2 separate regions of the Mus musculus genome follow, and region 2 is linked to region 1. A link is a contact called in public HiChIP or PLAC-seq data. All regions are on one chromosome and are shown on one strand. The core of a region is the stretch at or near the end of the contact, and the rest is flanking DNA. Distances in the headings are between cores, read along the strand shown. Region 1 has its middle 110 kb from the start of Gm33029. Region 2 holds the start of Sox1ot (Sox1 overlapping transcript).

Region 1 (3,563 bases), core at 164-2,663:
CCAAAATACCCCAGCTGTAATTGAGAGAGCCACTAAGATAAAAAGTCTGTCTGTCTGTCTGCCTGTCTGTTTGTCTGTCTCCTGGCTGCCTCTCCCTTTCTCTCTCTCCCTTGCTGCCCCTCCCTGTTTTTTTTCTCCTCTTACACACTCAGAACAAAAGATCACCCATGGGTCTTTGCAAAGTTCTCAGTATTCGGTGGCAAAAGCTTTGCACATTCAAACGTTTTGAGCCTTTGTTTCCTTGTGGACATTGGTGTCCATGGGGCTGGTGGAAGGTCTGGAGCAAAGTGACTCTGGTGCCCAGGGCTCTGAGGGGGTATCTCGGTTGCTTATGAGTAAAACACTTTATATAAATTTTGAGGAAAATATTTAGGCTCTATTTTTCTTCCACGGGATGTAGAAATTTCTTTTAGCTTGCCTGAACTCTCCCTGCTAGATTTAATGGGAGAAAATGACTTCTAGATTCAAAGATAGACAGATCCTCACTCTGCACTTCCTGAGACGGCCATGCCAACCAGCCCGCTCTCTAAGGATGCATCCCTCCCACAGTTCTGAGAGAGACTTCCGTTGCTCCCTTTCTTTCTCTGCGCTGCTGTGAGGGCTAGGGCAGATTTTGGTTCACATGAAAGTGCACAGTGTTAACTAGGTGACATATGGGTGGGGGGACACTCCTGCTTGTCCACTGCAGTCAGGGGGGCCGTTTCCATAGAGATAAGAAGCAGAAGTGCTCATGCAGCCTAATTGGTATGCATCCCAGGTTTGGGTTCATTGTGCCTGTGCTAATGACAGGGTTGTCTCAATAATAAGGATGGTGCACACTGGAAAAATTCGCTGCCTTCGTATATTTTTCCCTGGCAGAGAACTACTTAGAGACCGTAGTCAGAAAGAAGAGTGACTGGCAGGCTTAAGGGGCTGCTTAGCAGCATATGGGGAAGGCTGGTGCTCCGTGCCACGTGCATATGCTGCCATTAAACTCCAGCTTGGCGCTTTGTGTGCTCCTGGTCGCATGCCAGGAAGCCCACCTGCTGCAAGAATACTTATAAAGCCCAACTCAAAAGTGATTGAAAAGCTCCTAGAATAAACTGTAATAACACAGTAACACAGTGCCTCACAGATGGGGCATAATTGCGAGCTAAAGTGTACAGCCTCTGTGGTAATGAAAACACGAGCCATTAAATTAAAATCACAAGGGAAAAAACGATAAAAGTCTGTTGATTTTTTTTTTTTTAGTTTTATTGCAAAAACTTCAATTTTCCTGCCCTCATTAATCAAATACCATAAAACTATAGTGTCATTTTGTTCTGGGGGGAGATGCAGGCAATTAAAATGATGAGTGTTGATTAAAATGATGTAACTTTGGTTGTTTGCTTGCACGGATAAGTTAGACACTCTGTAACTGGAGCCTGGGGCTTCTGACACACATCCGTCCGCTGGCAGACACAAGCGCCTCTGGAATCTTCCAGAGACAGGGGCCATGCCAGAGGAAGAGCTTGGCTCTATTTTCAATATCAATACATTTAAGAAGTAAATTCTTTCTTCCTCATCGGCACACTCTTTTTCTGAAACATTAGTGATTCTCCTTTTTCTTTTTTTTTTTATAACTGAGAGACTTGCTAAGCTACGTAAGTAAACACAGGAACTCCCAAAGCCTCATCAATGCCATTGTAATTAGCCGTGGGCCAGGCTTGGAGCTGCAGGCTGGCACCCGGGCAGGCTGAATGGGCTCGGCAGGGCTCCGAGACGTCGCCCCTCAGCCGCCAGCAGCTCCTGAGCATCATTGTTCTCTTGCTGTCTGTGGGTGGGCCCTGGAGGAGAAAGAAACATTTGTCAATGCTGCACCCAAGTAAACAGCCTTGAAAAGACTTTCTTCCTTTCTGATTGTGTGTTTCTTCTGTGCTCTTCAGGGCAAAGTGGGGAGATTCCCACCCATTTAAAGACGGAAAGAGCCTGGGGCAGAGTGCCTGACCTAAGGGTACAGATAGAGACAGGTGTCAGCTTCTTGTCCCCCAGGACAGAATCTGACAGCTGCTGCACCATTCCCATACCTTCACCTTCTAGGCAAAGGACACCTGGGCTGTTTCTCTGAGCACATCTCTTGCTATGAGGAGGGTCTTGGCAGTCGCTAGAGGTGCTAAGGAAACATTTACCACAGTGCCTGCCCCTCCTCAGGCTGCTTGGCTGCCGGGTCCCCAACAGAGCCACATCCTGCAGCTGTGGGGATACTGTGGACAACAGTGTGGGGGAGTGGGTTGAAAAATCATAACCAGAAACACTACTGACATTGTCAGAGCAGACCTGAGGCAGGCTGACAATGCCCGGGCTTCAGATGACAGACAGATGAAAGAGGGCAGGAAGAATCCAGGCAGCACTGACTCAAGCCTTTCTCAGGGACAGGGATAGGCTGTGGCACCATTTTTTTTTTTTTTTTAAGAATGAGTCATTCTGAGTGGGCAGATGGGCCTATACTAGGTCGTGCAGCTATGGTGGCCCAGAGGCAAGGGAGTAGCTAGGCTCAGGTACTGACTGATCTATAGGAGGCTGTCTGCTTGCAGGTCCCAAGTCAATCAGTTTGAATCAGCTCAGTTTACCACATTATAAGCTGCCCTTCCTGTGAAGGACCATGTAGGGCCTTCTGTCTTGTGACCACCTCAGCACTAATACTGTATCCTCTTTCACCAGTGATGGTTGTGTGGCTGATCTGGAGAGACCTCCATTGTTTACCTGGCCTGGGGCAGTGGTACCAGGAATGCATAGTAACACTTCCTATAGGCCAATGGCACCAGGGACACATAGTAACACTTCTCACAGACTAATGGCACTAGGGACACATAGTAACACTTCCTATAGGCCAATGGCACCAGGGACACATAGTAACACTTCTCACAGACTAATGGCACCAGGGACACATAGTAACACTTCCTATAGGCCAATGGCACTAGGGACACATAGTAACACTTCCTATAGGCCAATGGCACCAGGGACACATAGTAACACTTCTCACAGACTAATGGCACCAGGGACACATAGTAACACTTCCTATAGGCCAATGGCACTAGGGACACATAGTAACACTTCCTATAGGCCAATGGCACCAGGGACACATAGTAACACTTCTCACAGGCCAGTGGCACCAGGGACACATAGTAACACTTCTCACAGGCCAGTGGCACCAGGGACACATAGTAACACTTCTTACAGGCCAATGGCATCAGGGACACATAGTAACACTTCCCTGACTTTGAGTGTTCTAACTTTTTTCCCAGGCAATCAGCATCCTGTGGTTGTCTACTCCATGGGGAAGGCGGCTAGGACCAAATGTCCTTAGTGTGGCCAAGCAGCTCACCAGCTCCTGCTGAGAGGTCAGCTGAGTGATCACAGACAACAGTAGAAATGCAGTGGGCCCTAGTGGGTCAAGCCAGGTTGGATGTGAGAAAAGACCTGGATCTGATGTGCTCATGAATAGATGATGCCTTGTACCTGTGGCAGTTGCTGAGCCACCTTGGCTGTGAGGAGAGGTGGGGACATCGGAGGGTCCCTTCCCCTGTGTTGTGAAGCTGTGCCTG
Region 2 (3,364 bases), core at 421-2,920, 260 kb after region 1:
GTACTGCATGCACACCGAAATCGCTCGGTCCGATTAAGAAATAATTTGCAAATGACAAAGTGCTTGCCTAGATTAAGATCCACGGAGGGAGAGTCATGTGGGGTTTTATCCCTGAGGTTAGAGCCAGACACGGATCTGCTGAAAACCTGCAGCTGCGGGGGGAGGGGCGCATGCATTTGTCCAGGAGAGTGTGCTTCAGATAAGTACACACTGCCAGCACCCCGACCGGGTGAGCAAACACTGGTACTGTCACGTGTGCTTTGTTTGTACAATTTTTATACATACATATATATATAAAGTGAACGTCTTTCCTTAGGTTGAGAGTGAATTGTAAATGCTTTGGGAGTTATCATCCCTTTAAGAAAAGAAAGAAAAAAGAAAGTTTGCTCCTGGAACATTTCCTAGGTGTCGCAGAGGGTTTGGGTCTCCAGTCCAAAGTGCTGACACCTTCCTACAGTTAGGGACCAAAGGGGAAAGAGAGACCTGGAAGCGAGGAGAAACTGAAAGCCAGACTTGAGCGGCTGCAGCCGGGCTCCTTCTCAGAGGTTCTCTCCTGAGCTGCATCCCGTCCCGGGCCGTTCACCCTGCTTAGCGGTGGGCTGGTCGGCAGCTCCAGCCTTGCAGAGGCCAGGGTCAGGGACCCGCCAAAGGAGGGGATTACAGAGTGTTGGGAGGGTCGTGCCCCCCCCCCACCCATGCAGACAGGCTGGCCACGCAATGGCTACTGCCCCTGAGAGTCCCGCCCCACTCCCTCTCCCTGTGTGCACCCTGACAGACTCCTGTCTGGGCGACTTTCTTTTTCTTTTTCTTTTTTTCTTTTCTTTCCTTTTTCTTCGTCTTGTCTTTTTTAACCTGAGAGCTTTGTGTTCACACACTGATCCTTAGACTCTGTCTTTCCTTCTGTTGCTGCCCTTGGTAGAGCGAGCACTGGAGGGGGGTGGGGTTGAGGAGCGCATCGTAGGAGGGGGGAAACCTGCCCTCGCTGCTCCGGGGGAGGCCTGGCGCAGCGCCCACGTCCAAGGTGTCCCCTCGGCGAGACAACAAAGCTCCAGCCGAGAGCAGAGCTGAAAAAAACCCACTGCGAGGACGCGGTGGGGGCGGAGGGGGCGCGCGGCTCAGATCCCGCGCAATGACCGCGCTGACTCAGGAGTGCGGGTGGGGGCGTCCCTCCTGCAAGAGGTAGGGAAAGCCGGAAAGCCGCTCCAGGTGACAGTCGCCGCCCGTGGGATGCCACAAGTGACTGCTGACAGGGATAGGGGGTGCCATCGTCTCTGGAGGAGGGGGAGGAATCCCTATGGTCCAAGGGTCCCGAACCTCTGCGGTCGGGCCAGCGGGAGGGGCGGCGGGCGCCGGCGAATAGGGAGCGGCGGGGACCCGGCTGGGGAGCGGCTAGAGGAGGGCGAGCAGCGGCTCCACCTCCCCGCTCGGCTCGGCGTCCCAGCTGCTCGCGAAGCAACGGCTCCCTTCTATTCACTGCCGAGCAGGAACAAAAACGCGGCTATTTATTAGAATACTTGTTTGGTATTGTTCAGTGCCACACAAAAGGCGCTTCATTATGTGGCGGGATCCCCCTTTTCCAGAGAGAAACAATAACCTGAAATTGTCTTGCGAGTCTTTTCTATCAATAATAAATTTCATTTTCTTGTCTCTCTCGCCTGCAGTGTGTGCGTCTGCGAGTGTGTGTGCCGAACGAGGAGCAAGGAGCTTGTGCGAGCGAGTGTGCGAGCGGGGGTGCGCGTGTGAGTGTGCGTGCGCGTGGCGCGGGCGCCGTCGCTGCTCGGAGCCTGGCCGGGCCGGGGTCCGCGGGCTTCAGCGCGTGCGCTTGGCCTGCGGGGAGCCCAGGTCCCACGCGGCCCGCAACCAGACAGGGCTGCGAAGGTGCAGGCGGGCCAAGCGCTGCGGACCCGGCGGGCTGCAGGAAGAACTAACTGTAAGTGTGTCTCGAACTCGCGCGCGGGGGCTCCACCGGCCGAGCAGGGATTGGTGGCGGGAGAGGCGCAAGGATGGACGCGGGTCTCCATCGATACTTTCCGGGAGGTTGTGCAGGGTGCTCGCAACCTGCTGGCCTCTGTGGAGAGTGGCCCGGTAAGGGGGGGGGGATGAGCTTCCGAGCGGTCTCGCGGGTCCATTGGTCATTTTCTTATCTGTAAGTTCACTCCTCCCCGGTCCTTAGCCTTTCGGATTGGCCACCGCCCAACGGCCCAACGCCTTGTCTAGGTGGATCGCCCTTCAAGATGGAGAAGAAGGGAGATCGAGCCCTGTGGCTACGGGGGCAAGATTTAGTGGGTGGCGGTACTCCTTCAGGTCGCCTGCCTCCGCCCCGCCCCCGGCCCTACCGAGGCCAGGCTGCGGGCTCTTTGCCACCACCCGAGGCAGCATCGAGAACTAAACCCACGGGTTGAAATTACCTTCAAAAAATTAACATGTTGAAGCGTGTGCCACTTAGTGAGAGGTGTTTTGGGCAAAGAATCAATTTTACTTTGACTGACCGACAGACTTGACTGTATTAATTCTGCTACAAAAAAAAAAAAAATCAATCAGCCGGGAGCCCTCTACTCGCAGAGTGCCTTTGGACCCGGTCCCTGCCCAGAAGCCGCACTGGCGCGGTGGAGGTCGTGCGCCGGCGAGAGGAGGACTCCCGCAGTCTGATCTTGAGGACTGCACGCCTCGAGGGCCCTCCCTAGGTAGGGGTGACCCTGGCATAAAGGCCCAGCCTAGGTGGTGGCGTCCTCCCTCGTCAAACGCACCATTAGGGTTTGGTTTGGGTTTTTGTTGTTGTTGTTGTTGTTTTTGTTTTTTGTTTTTAGTTAAACTTGTGCACACTCAGAAGTCTCTAGGACACCGCTGACCACCCTCATCTGCACCCTCTTTTACCCAGTTCCAGTAGCAGGCAGACGGAAGTAGTCAGCGTCTTTCAGAGGTGAAATGGATTTTCGGCACGGGCTAGAGTCGATGAGCGAGCAAGGCGGACAGACACATCATCGACCTAGGCAGGGACCAGACAGGCCGCCTCCACTGGCAGGAAACAGGTGTTTGAAGGCGATAGAGGCCTCCAGTCAATTAACCCATTAAAGGCCCGCTTTCTGCCATTGATTTCCTGCAGTGCGAAGCCCCCCCCCCCGCCCCGCCCCGCGTTCTGGATGCCCCTTTGTGGAAAGCTGGGCTTGGAAGGTAGCTGCTTTCATTGCACCCTGATAGGTTCAGAGGAGGTTTTTCCCTCCCGCTGGAGAGAAGAGTCCTACTTGGTCCTCAGTAGTTTTATCTCCTGCAGCTTGGCGGGTGGGTGTCGCTGCTAGGAAACACCCTCACTGGCCACAGGCCCAGTAGAGCTGGGGTGTGAACACTGACTGTGGTCAAATTCAGC

Evidence for each region. HiChIP or PLAC-seq counts read pairs in DNA pulled down with a chosen protein or histone mark.
Region 2: a contact with region 1 is called in an H3K4me3 HiChIP or PLAC-seq map of embryonic basal ganglia, with 5 times the contacts expected there. The contact joins the promoter of Sox1ot here to the enhancer-like site in region 1. A contact is called at or near these places in 4 of 484 Hi-C or Micro-C datasets (ganglionic eminence, nephron progenitors, neural progenitor cells and 1 more) and 14 of 115 datasets of contacts at active chromatin or transcription factors (SST interneurons, astrocytes, craniofacial prominence and 9 more).

Annotation. Positions count from the first base shown.
Region 1 is chr8:12,125,853-12,129,415 of GRCm38.p6, forward strand. No RefSeq gene overlaps it. Among named protein-coding and RNA genes, the nearest start is that of Gm33029, 110 kb to the right of the region's middle. Within about 2 kb of position 1,414, at least 68 of the 459 cell types and tissues checked have an H3K27ac peak or open chromatin away from gene starts, as enhancers often do. A contact at or near this core is called in SST interneurons, astrocytes, embryonic basal ganglia and 5 more, where this site is marked.
Region 2 is chr8:12,384,101-12,387,464 of GRCm38.p6, forward strand. Sox1ot (Sox1 overlapping transcript) reads left to right here and starts at 1,671. Exons shown (of 8, transcript NR_027975.2): 1 at 1,671-1,930.